2 separate regions of the Oryctolagus cuniculus genome follow, and region 2 is linked to region 1. Evidence: chromatin contacts called from public Hi-C data. All regions are on one chromosome and are shown on one strand. Each heading gives the region's core, a stretch centred on a gene start, on an enhancer-like site or on the middle of the called end of the contact. The rest is flanking DNA. Distances are from core to core; before and after follow the strand shown. Region 1 overlaps ABL1 (ABL proto-oncogene 1, non-receptor tyrosine kinase). Region 2 overlaps ABL1 (ABL proto-oncogene 1, non-receptor tyrosine kinase).

What was found. A called contact is a pair of places that touch in the nucleus more often than the background predicts.
Region 2: a Hi-C map of embryonic fibroblasts shows a contact between it and region 1, with 1.7 times the contacts expected there. The contact joins two enhancer-like sites. A contact is called at or near these places in 5 of 6 Hi-C or Micro-C datasets (ear pinna, embryonic fibroblasts, psoas muscle and 2 more).

The regions. Positions count from the first base shown.
Region 1 is chr1:233,390,058-233,396,231 of mOryCun1.1, reverse strand. The region is part of intron 1 of ABL1 (ABL proto-oncogene 1, non-receptor tyrosine kinase); the gene reads right to left. Among named protein-coding and RNA genes, the nearest start is that of ABL1, 36 kb to the right of the region's middle. Within about 2 kb of position 4,656, at least 2 of the 8 cell types and tissues checked have an H3K27ac peak or open chromatin away from gene starts, as enhancers often do.
Region 2 is chr1:233,467,089-233,472,866 of mOryCun1.1, reverse strand. All of the region lies in intron 1 of ABL1 (ABL proto-oncogene 1, non-receptor tyrosine kinase), which reads right to left. Among named protein-coding and RNA genes, the nearest start is that of QRFP, 41 kb to the left of the region's middle. Within about 2 kb of position 3,351, at least 4 of the 8 cell types and tissues checked have an H3K27ac peak or open chromatin away from gene starts, as enhancers often do.

The DNA.
Region 1 (6,174 bases), core at 3,407-5,906:
AGCGCACACCAAGCGCTATTCACACTCAGCAAAGCGTGAACTGTGGCACGTGTTCACAAATGTAGCCGCCCAGTCAGTCCTGCCACCAGTGTCTCCATCGGGAAGGAGACGGAAAGAAGAGGCTGCGGCTCCAAGGCAGGCGAGGCCGGGCGACCACACACAGGTGGGGCGCAGGGCGGGGGCTCCTGTTTGAGGAGATGCAGCTCAGGAGAACAGCTGCTGCTGGGCTCCAACAGACGGCCGCCAGGTACACACGCAGGCCTTGGCACGTCAGTGCTCTGAGAAAGATTATCAGGTCTTCAGGTTCCACTTCATTCTTTTTCCTGATGACTGAGTTTAACACACCAGGAGCTACATTTTAATGTTTCCTTCTGTGTGAAAATTTTCCTTGCTCAAATGCAGGTGGCTGTTTCTGTTTAAAAGGATGTCCTGGGGTGAGCATTGTAGCACAGGATGCCTGGGGTTGAGTCTCCCCTCCCCTCCTGCTAATGTACACTCTGTGTATGTGTATGTGTGTCCTTGTCACACACATGAGAGACCTGGATGGAGCTCCTGGCTTCAGCCTGGCCCAGCCCTGGGCTGGGGAATGAACCTCCCCTGTGTGAGTGAGCACAGGCACACACATGTGTACTTTGCTTCTGGAGAGCTGGACTGTGGCTGGTTTGAGGAACAGGAATCAAACGTGGGTCTTTCAGAACTAAAAGTCAGTTTCAAATCCAAGGTCAACCACAGCATTCCGAGGCCTAAAAAGCCTCTGAGGGAAGGGATCTTCACATTGCAGGAGGGCAGACAAAACCCAGTGGCAATAGCTGGAAGAGGCTGATTTCAGATGGCACATGATGCAGACAGGGACGGAGAGCTGACGCAGGCAAGGGTGCCACGTGGGCTGGGACCTGTGTGGTCTGAAAGCCCAGGCACCAGATCTGGTGGCGCATGACCAGCAGAGTGAAAGGCAGAGCCCAGGATGGCACTAACGGGGAACAGCACCCACGGTGAACAGAGGGAAACCGGCCCAGCTGTGTGGGGCCCGCGGGCTGCGGCAAAGGCTGGAATCCCACTCTCCTCAAGGTGAGAACCCATCAGGACACAGAAGACCGGAGAGCGCAGACGCGATGTGTGTTTCTGGGGAAGGTCTCCCTGCAGGCCGAAGGCTGCCGTGGAATGTGGAATGTGGAAAGGTGTCCAAGTGTTCAGTGAGAAAGCGAGGTACTGAAGTCCTGTTAGTGGCCCGGAGGGAGCTGGCCGCTGGGGACAGGGGCAGGGCGGCGGCAGTGGCCTGCAGGGCGGGTGGGTGCGGGGCTTATTCAGCAGTGCTGGCTGCTGCACTGGGTGTAGAGTGAGAGGAAGGGAGGACAAGGACAGCACCGGGGAGACGATGCCAGGGTCTCCAGTCCCTTTCCTCTCCCCAGGCCCTCAGCTGTCAAAGCCAGGCCAGGACCAGGATGTGAAGAGACCAGTGACCTGGCCCGGCTCAACCACAGGGTGCACTTTCACCCGCATCCCAACCAGCCTCTCAGGCCACCAGCCCACCTGCTTCTAACCTCCGGTCACAGGCCACCCTCGGCCGGGCTACCCCTCACTGCATACTGCCCACTCCCTCCTCAGGGTGCTGCTCAGAAGTCTGTCTGCAATGACCGGGTCAGCGTCTCCCTGAGCCAACACGGAGGGACCTAAGCTGCCCCCAAGGCTGCTGTGCACCCTGCAGCGGTCATTCTGCATGAGCTGAGCTCGCCGGCAGGGCGGGGGCACGGCCACGTTCTTTGGAGCCCACCAAAGCCCGTCACGTCCACGGCCCTGACACAAAGCGCCTGAGCGGCCATTCCTGTGTGACCCCGGCCGTGGGCCGTGACCTGCACCCACCTGAGCCCCTTCTGCCAGACACAAGCTGATGAGGTCTCCAGTTCTTTGCCTTATCTTTTCTGTCCTCAGGAGAGCACTCAAGAGGAGACCAACACCCTGTCCTCGTGGGGGCTTCCTTTCCGAATCCCACTGACGAGCAGTTTGTCCACGAAGCCACCAGACAGGTGGTTAGTGCACTCCATGCCAGGACCACGAAAACCTGACAATCATGCCCCATCCACTGGCTGCGCCTGCCCAAAATGCCATCATCTGTGAAAAGCATTTAAAAAAAAAAGTTGCCGGCACCACGACTCACTAGGCTAATCCTCTGCCTGCGGCACTGGCACCCCAGGTTCTAGTCCCAGTCGGGGCGCCGGATTCTGTCCCGGTTGCTCCTCTTCCAGTCCAGCTCTCTGCTGTGGCCCGGGAGTGCAGTGGAGGATGGCCCAAGTGCTTGGGCCCTGCACCCCATGGGAGACCAGGAGGAAGCACCTGGCTCCTGCCATCGGATCAGCGCGGTGCACTGGCCACAGCACACCGGCCTCAGCGGCCATTGGAGGGTGAACCAACGGTAAAGGAAGACCTTTCTCTCTGCCTCTCTCTCTCACTGTCCACTCTGCCTGTCAAAAAAAAAGAAAAAAAAAGAAAGAAAAGAAAAGAAAAGAAAAAAAAAGGTGTGTTTATTTATTTGAAAGGCAGAGTTACAGAGATGCAGAGGCAGAGAGAGAGAGAGAGAGAGAGGGAGAGAGAGAGGTCTTCCATCCCCTGGTTCACTCCCCAGATGGCCACAATGGCCGGAGCTGCACCAATCCAAAGCCAGAAGCCAGGGGCTTCTTCCAGGTCTCCCACGCAGGTGCAGGGACCCAAGGACTAGAGCCATCCTCTACTGCTTCCCCAGGCCATAGCAGAGAGCTGAATCAGAAGTGGAACAGCTGTGACTTGAACTGGCACCCATATGGGACGCTGGCACTGCAGGCAGCAACTGTACCCACCATGCCATGGCACCGGCCCCATGTTAAAAGCATTAAACCCGTGGCACAAAGAAGAAAGCAGAGATACATCTTGGTGGCCGGGGGGTCTAAGGAACAGACTAGAAACACAGGTGCTGTCAGGTCCAATTGTGGCTCTGTATCACCAGATGACTCTCACTTCTCCCTCGGAAGAGAAATACATACTAATCTGTCATTGTTACCAGACAGGTACAAAGACACACTTGATACTATACCCTCCAAGGCGCAGCTAGCACGATGGATCAAATGCCTGTAGAAGTATCTGTTCTGGGGCCTGTGTGTGGCACAGTGGCTTAAGCTGTCCTACCAGAGTGCCTGGGTGCAGTCCCAGCTCTACTTTGGATTCAGCTTCCTACTAATGTGCAACCAGGGAAAGCAGAAGACGGCCCAGGTACGTGGGTCCCTGCCACCCACGTGGGAGATCTGGATGGGGTTCCTGGCTCCTGGCATCAGCCTGGCCCAGTCCTGGCTGTTGTGGGCATTTGGGGAATGAGCTGGCAAATGGAAGACTGACCTCTTGACTATAACCTCACGGAAGATCACAAGCTGGAGCCACCCAGCCAAGCCACTTCTGAATCCCTGATCCAGACACAGTGAAGTAATGCAGGCTTCTTGCTTTAAGCCACTCTACTGAGTGATTTGTTATGGGACTCAGAGTACGAATAAGTAGCTGTAATCACACAACTTGATAATGGCAGCACCATCCAGCACGCCCATGTGAGTGGCAGGGACTCAGCTGCTTGAGCCGTTATCATTGCCACCTCCCAGGGATGCACCACCAGAAAGCTGGGGGCGGAGGAGAGGCAGAGACCTGAACCCAGGCACTCCAACATGGGATGCAGGTGTCCCAAATGCCTACTCCAAGAAACAGGACTTTTGAATCCTGCTAGTCCTATTCTACAGCCTGAGCTCGCCACCATCACACCATGCAGGCTCCTCCACAGAGGAAAATGCCCAAGCGACCTCACAAGGGCAAGAGCCATGGCTGTCTTTAAAGCTGTATCCAGCTGAGACACCAGTCCCATACACCTGGCATCCCACAGGCATTATGTCAGAATGACAGGAGTCAGCACTGTGGCGGAGTGGGTTAAAGGCCAGCCTGCAGCACCAGCACCCCATATGGGTGTCGGTTCAAGCCCCGGCTGCTCCTCTTCCAACCCAGATCTCTGCTGTGGCCTTGGAAAGCAGTGGATGCACCTGCGTGGGAGACCTGTAAGAAGCTCCTGGCTTCAGCTCAGCTCAGCTCGGGCCGCTGCGGTCATCTGGGGGAGTGATCCAGCAGATGGAAGGCCTCTCTCTCCCTCTCTCTCTCTCTCCCCCTCTCTCTCTGGCTCTACCACTCTCTGTAACTCTTTCAAATAAATAAAATTAATCTTTTTTTTTTAAAAAAAGAATCACAAATATTAAGAACAGATGGTGGAGTTATGGTGACATGTTCCATATTTTACTAAATTTGCATTTCCCCATAATATACATGTATTAAAGGGTTCGTGTCACTTGAATTCAACTTGAATTGGGACCTGAGTAAAAAGCAATTCAATCATCTAAATGCTCAGGGCAGGGGAGCTAGAAGACGGTCCTGAGGCTGAAACGGGCGTTCCCCGTATGGGGCGGTGTGGCTGTGCCGCGACGCTCCCGCAGATGCCAGAGCTTGGCTAGGCGTTCGGCTTTCAGCGGCCATGGGATGAGACGCTACCGAAGGGTTTTAAGCTGAGGAGCAAAATGATCTCATTTGCATTCCTGAAAGCTTATTCGTGTTTCTGTATGAAAAAGCAGAGGAAGCATCAGCAGGGAGGAAATTGCGCAAGTGCGGAGGGAGGGATGGATGCGCCCTGCGAAGTGCTGAGCTGGATGCGCCCACAGCTGTGCTGCTTGGTAGACGCTGCTTGAAAATCACTACAAACAAATTTTCCCAAATCGCACATTGATGCACACCACGACAGATTTCAAAATTACCCAGTTTTACATTTATTGGCATGGAAGAAATTTTCGATATATTCTTAAGTGTTTTGAAAAGACAAATGGGGGCAGGTGTTGTGACACAGCAGATTAGGCCGCTGCCAGGGACACACACATCCCAGCTAACCACTTCTGATCTAGCGCCTGCTGATGCATCCTGGGAGGCAGCAGATGACGGCCCAAGTGCCTGGATCCCTGCCACCCACGTGGGAGACCCACATGGAGTTCGGGGATCCTGGTTCAGCCTGGCCCAGCCCTAGCTGCTATGGGCAACTGGGGAGTAAACCAGCGGACGGAACGTCTTCCCCATTCTCTCTCTCACTCTCCCTGTCACCGCCTTTCAAGAAGATGAAAAGAAATTAAAAAAAAAATTTAAGGAGAAAAATGAGCAACAGTAAATTTACTAGGAACCATTCTGTGCAAGAGAAGTGTGGGTGAAAACAGAAATCTGGGTGCAGTGCTATGGCACAGTGGGTAAAGCCGCCGCCTGCAATGCTGGCATCCCACATGAGTGCTGGCTCAGGTCCCAGCTGCTGCGCTTCCAACCCAGCTCCCTGCTGATGCACCTGGGAGAGCAGCGGAGGGTGGCCCAAGTGCCTGGGGCCCTGCACCCACGTGGGAGACCCGGATGAAACTTCTGGCTTCAGCCTGGTCCAGCCCCAACTACTGCAGCCATCCGGGGACGGAACCAGTGAGTGTAAGGTCTCTCTTTCTGTCTCTCCCTCTCTGTCTGTAATTCTGTCTTTCAAATAAATAAAATAATCTTAAAATTTTTTTTTTTTGAGGAAAAAAAAAAAGAAAGAAAACAGAAGTTGACCTGAAAGCTCACCAGACAGGGCAGCACTGCTGGGGCTGGGCGCGGGCGGCGTTTGCTTCCTTCCTCGGCCTTTCTCTCCTTCTGAATTTTCTTTTTACTAATGAGAGCATTTTTTTCTTTCTTAAAAAAGAGTATTTGTTTGAAAGGCAGAGTAACAGAGGGAGGATGGGCAGAAAGAGGGAGAGACAGAGAGAGAGAAAGAAAGAGAGAGAGAGAGAGACTATCACCTGGTTTACTCCCCAGATAGTCCCAACAGCCAGGGCTGGGCCAGGCCACGGCAGGAGCCTGGAACTCCATCCTGGTCTCTCACACGGGTGCAGAGGCCCAAGTGCTTGAGCCGCCTTCTGCTGCTTCCCAGGTGCTGGACCGAAGTGGAAAGGGCTGGGACTGGAGCTCTGATTCGCTGGTATCACAAGTGGCAGCTAAACCCCCTATGCCATGCCAACCCCATTTTTTTTTTTCATTTTATTTGAAACAGAGACACAAACACAGAGAGAGAGAGAGAGAGAGAGACAGAGACAGAGACAGAGATACAGAGAGAGAAAAACA
Region 2 (5,778 bases), core at 2,102-4,601, 78 kb before region 1:
ATTCCAATTGTTTATGGTTGTCTTACATCTAATTCAGTGGCACCATCACAGACACAATTCTGTCTTCACACTTGTATTTCACTGGCTTCATAGTAACCAAGTAATTAGAATTGATGAATATCTGTGACAAACAGGCTTGGAAACCAACACAACTGGCCCTTGGTGGGCAGTGGAAGCTGCCTTGTCTCCTGTGCCTCTGCCAGGGGGGCAGGTTGTTGGCTGGAAGCCGGTCACATCTCATGACACTTCTGGTAAAGGGTTCTTAACATAAAGGGCTCTCCTGCACCAGTAAGAAAAAGGTAAGTCCCTCCACTAGGAGGAAAATGGACAAAAACCACAAACAAGCAATCCACAGAGAGTAAAAGCTGGCATTAGACGTGGACAGTGTGTCAACCCTTGCTAGTAATCAAATGCAAATTCTCTGTCAAACTGACAGATACCCGTTCTTGACACTGACAGCCAGAGTAGATCAGACTTTAATGGAACCGACAATGCTGACGGGGGTACATCTGGAATACGAATCAGGACTCTTGAAAGAATTTCATATTCTGTGATTTACCTCTAGGAATTGATTCTAAGACAGCCACATACTGATTTGTATACACCGATTTTAAATGACAGCAGAGAAAAGGAAAAGCGTAAAGCACCCATCAATACATGATAAATAAGTTTACGCTCCCTACATAAAATAGAATACATTTAAAAAGCTATTTAAAATACTTTTGGAGAAAATATTCAATGACTTAGGGTTGTATTCATGATATATTACAATCCAATATACACAGCATGAATCCAATTTTATAAAAATTGAAAAAAAGACCAGAAGGAACTATACCAAACTGAACAACAGTTAACTCAGGACGGTTGGATTAAAAGCATTTTTAGTTTTCTTTACACTTTTCTAGACTGCTGCATATTCCTCATAATAATTATGAAAAATGAGGCCCAGCATTTAGCCCAGATGCGGATTAACACATTCACACCCTGTTCCTAATCCCAGTTCCAGGCTAATGCAGACCTTGGGAGGGAGCAGGTGATGGCTCCGGCTCCCAGCTCAGCCTGAACCAGCCCTGGCCATTGTGGGCATCTGGGAGTGAATCAGTCAACAGGAAATCTGTCTATCTCTATCTTTCAAGTGAATAAAATAAATAATAAAAATTTTAAAAGACCATGGGATATTTTTAAAATCAGAACACCATTACAAAAATAGAAAGACATCATGGCCGGCGCCGCGGCTCAATAGGCTAATCCTCCGCCTTGCGGTGCCGGCACACCAGGTTCTAGTCCCGATTGGGGCGCCGGATTCTGTCCTGGTTGCCCCTCTTCCAGGCCAGCTCTCTGCTGTGGCCCGGGAGTGCAGTGGAGGATGGCCCAAGTGCTTGGGCCCTGCACCCCATGGGAGACCAGGATAAGTTCCTGGCTCCTGCCACTGGATCAGCGCGCTGCGCCGGCTGCAGTGCACCGGCCGCGGCGGCCATTGGAGGGTGAACCAACAGCAAAGGAAGACCTTTCTCTCTGTCTCTCTCACTGTCCACTCTGCCTGTCAAAAAATAAAAATAAAAAATAAATAAAATAAGAAAGACATCATAAATAAAAGCCAACTGATACTGACAATTTTTAAAAAAAAATACATTTATTTATTTGAGAGGCTGAGTTACAGACAGAGTGGGGGAGAGAGAGACAGATATCTTTCATCCGCTGGCTCACTCACCAAACGGCCACAGCAGCAGGGCTGGGCCAGGCCAAAGCCAGGAGCCTGGAACTCCACCAGCTCCCCTACATGGGTGGCAGGCACCCAAACACTTGGACCATCTTCTGCTGCTTTGGCAGGGAGCTGGATCGGACATGGAGCAGCCAGGACTTGAACCCATGCCCATATGGGATGCCAGTGTCGAAGGCAGTAGCATAAGTACTGTGGCACAATACCAGATCTCATACTTTTTAAAAAAAAGGTTCCTTATTTGATAAGCAGATCGATCAACAGAGAGCGAGTGAGAGAGACAGATCTTCCATCTGTTAGTTCACTCCCCAAATGGCTGTAACAGTGAGGTCTGGACAAGGCCAAAGGCAAGAGCCAGGAACTCTGCCTGGGTCTCCCATGTGGGTGATGGGGGCCCAAGCACTTGGGTCATCTACCAGTGCCTTCCTGGGTGCATTAGCAGGGAGCTGGACCAGAAGCAGACCTTGGCACTCTGATGTGGGACACCTGTGTGGAAGATGGTGACTTCCATCCCACAATACCCACCGGCTCCTGATGCTTACATAATTGATCATTTAACATGTAAGATTATACTGGGTGGGGCGGGGGTGTTTGCAAAGATATCTGTGCACTTCCCTCTGTGTCTCAACCTCACGGCTCTGAGTATGTAACTCGGCAGACCAGGGGCACACAGGAAATTAAACTCAAGGCATGAATACAGAAAAGCTTTTCTTCCCAAACGCCCTTTGACCTCTTCTATCAAACATTCTGCAGCATCTGGATTTGATCAAAGTTACATAATCGGGGAAGTGGCCTGGCAAACACCTGGAGTAGGCAGAGCGCGGCTACCCGCCCAGAGGTGACTATCCGTTGGAAGTGTGGGTTAAAGTTGGGGCTGTCCCTAACACCACCGGACAGATGGTGGGAATTTGATGCAAGGGGATAGGCCTTTGTCGGGAAGGAAAGGGCCTCCCACTGCTTTCTGATTCAACAGGACGTGGGGCCATCCAAGGCACTCTCTGGATTTTCCTCCCCAGTTCTTGCTCTGTTGCACAAATTAATGGCCAAAGCCCAAAGGGAAGTATTGCTCATGCAGGCCTCTGGATCGAGACACTGAAATGCACCACATCCAACACCAAACTTCCCAGTCAATTCCCAGTCCAGGCTGATGTCAAAGCTGACTCACGACGCACGGACGCCAAGTGACTTGCTTCACTTCACAGTGAACCGTGCTCGTCAGCCTGAGAAGCGGTCCCAGCGCACAGGGCCAGAGCCGCAGAGTGCGCGGACACCTTCCTTGTCGGTCCCACTGTCAGGAAGTTGGACCCCCACGGAGACCAGCGGCTTTGTCCAGAAAGAACACCCAACACAGCTTCCCTTCCGTCCGTCGGGTCGTGGGAACAGACTGGTGTCTGCTGCCACACTCACATTTTCTAAGGAGCATTTCCTGCAGCGTCCCCTTCTGAATTATATTTTAAACATCTTTAAGCTTTGAATCTTCAGAAGGGCCTCTTGCCTCCCTTAAATCCAGTTTGTTATTCCTCCATAATGTTAACAAAAAGGCTCCTACCCACCAGCCAAACTCGGGGAAAGCCTGTAAGTAGCCAGTCGGGCACCGGCTGAGCTCCAACCACAGTGACACCTGAGAAATGCCGTCCACTCTCCTAGAGAGCCTTGGCCCCAGCTACGGCAGTACCAGATGTTTGAAAACTCGGTAAGAACCATGCCACAGAATTCACCGGATCGGAGTGTGATTAACTTGTTTGGATAGTATTCTAGGAACAGTCTGGGTCTTCAAAACACAATTTAAAGATCGTTTTATATAAAAATATCGCTTCTCAAAGTTGTGAGTCAGTGAACAAAAATGTTTATGCAAGATCCTCTGATAACAGCGACCTGGTCGATCTCCAGGGGCTGCTGCTGCACTGCACACAGACAGACAGCGAGGGCAGACAGGCTCAACCCCAGGGGCCGGCACCGCACAGCCCCCAGGGGCGGGGAGACTTCGCCTGCCGCCTGCCGGCACCTGGGCCCAAGGCAGAGTGCACGGGGCCCAGCCAGGCAGCACTGGAGTGCACTGGGGGCTCTCTGGAAAGCTCTCAGACATTCAGGGTCGGGGAGGGGCAGGGGAGCAGAGGGGACAGCACTCCTGCCTCTGCTCACGTTCCGTCATCCAGGCCTTTGTCGCTTTCCGCTTACTTCCTTGGTGGCTCCGTCTCTACTGCCCTCCCATTCAAGGAATCTCTGCCATTTAAAAATCTACAAAACAGATTCCTCTGCAGAGGAAGGGCTCCAGCTGATGAGGTCACACTGGGACCACTCTCAAGACACTTACAACAGTTCCACACAGCTTTTTACAATATGAGTGTGGAGGAGAAGTATTGTTTCCCACAACTTGAACTTAATGAAACTCTTTTTTTTTTTATCTATATCCTACACGGTCCTTTATTTTGTCATTTACACCTTTAGACACAGTGGTTACAAAGATTATTATTTAAAAAAAAAAAAAAAGCTTCCCTAAACACAGCCTTTGCATTAGCTTCCCATGAGGACCAAGATTTCCCCAGCGCCCTACAGCACGGTGCTGGCTGCTGGGGAGCAGGGCGGTAACAAGCAGAGAGCCTTATGGGAGACACAGTTACAACACTACGTGGTCCGTGGATGGGTGGATGTGTTAGGACCCCACAGACCGAGGGGGAGCTCCCTGGGGTGAGGAAGGGAGGGACCCTGGCAGGACAGTCCACGCGAGAGAAGAGGTCTAACCAGGGACCTAAGGCCGGCCGGACACACTGAGGACACACGGAGGTGGGCTTCCCTGGACTGCACAGGGACCCCTCCAGGCAGGTAATGCCCAGGGACGCCTCAGGATAAAGCTTATGATGCATAAATACCACACAGAGGATTGCAAAGGAAAGCAATCACACCGAAATCGTCTTTTTAGCAATGAATCTGTGAGAGTGCTTCTTTAGTGACCCCTTAAACACGTGCTGCTCTGGGGCAGGCATCTGGCCTGGCAGTGAAGCCACCCGACCCCACCCTGGAATGCCGGGAGCAGGGTGACGGCAGGGCGGCTCCCAGGGTGCAGAACCGTCAGGCCTCCACTCTGGGAGAACAGCCCTGACCTGCACACGGCCGGCTCCAGTTCCTGCTCCTGCAGCCCCTGAGAGGCAGTGATGCCGGCTTCAGCGCTGAGTCCCTGCCAGCGACCTGGGGGACCTGGGCTGAGAGCCTGACTCCAGGCTTCAGCCTGTCTGTTGTGGCATCTGGGGAGTGCACCTGCCAACGGGAGCTCTCTTAGTCTCTCTTGGGCTCTTTCACTTGCTAAAAAAAAATCTGTTTGTTCACGAATACATTAAACAACATGAGGCAGTGGTAACTACTGTCATTTCCAAGCTGTGATGAGTATCAATAATCATAACTGTTATGGGTATAAAAATATCTGATTCTTATCCGAAACAATCACAAGTACTACTAATGATACTGTGGTTTGTTACGTGTGTTGAAAAAAAGTAAAATGCCAAATTCTAACTAGGAGTAGGACGTGGAGTTCCTGAATTCTATTCCAGACTCCAAGTGTCTTCTAGGTTATCTGCAAGTCCTGCACTAAGGAATTGGTTCTTTAAAACCCCTGTAGTCTAACGGGGACAAGAGCCTAAAAAGGAATCTAGCAGAAATTAGTGAGGAGTCCAAATTACCCAATTTGCTTTAAAAATGCAGCTTTATTACTTTCTACTCATGGGCATCATAGGCAGTAATTAAATTGGCTTCTAGAGAAACACTCTTTTAAAAACAGTTATTGAAATTAGCCTAAGCTTTAAATATTTCCCCAGGAATCTTTTACATAATTCTTCAGCCACTCAGCTTCAAGAAACAGAATCCTCTGTCCTAACTCGCGCTCCTTTCCAAACACTAACTTTCTTGATGAGGCACAACCTCCATCACCCTCCCTCAGCCAAAACCCCAAGCAAAACCCCTGTATGCTATCTGGGAGCGGGAGTGTGAGGGCCCCACAGACACACCACCGCCCTCTGACTCCCAGGCCAACGCGGGCGGGGAGTCCTGGCTGGCGGCCTGCACCC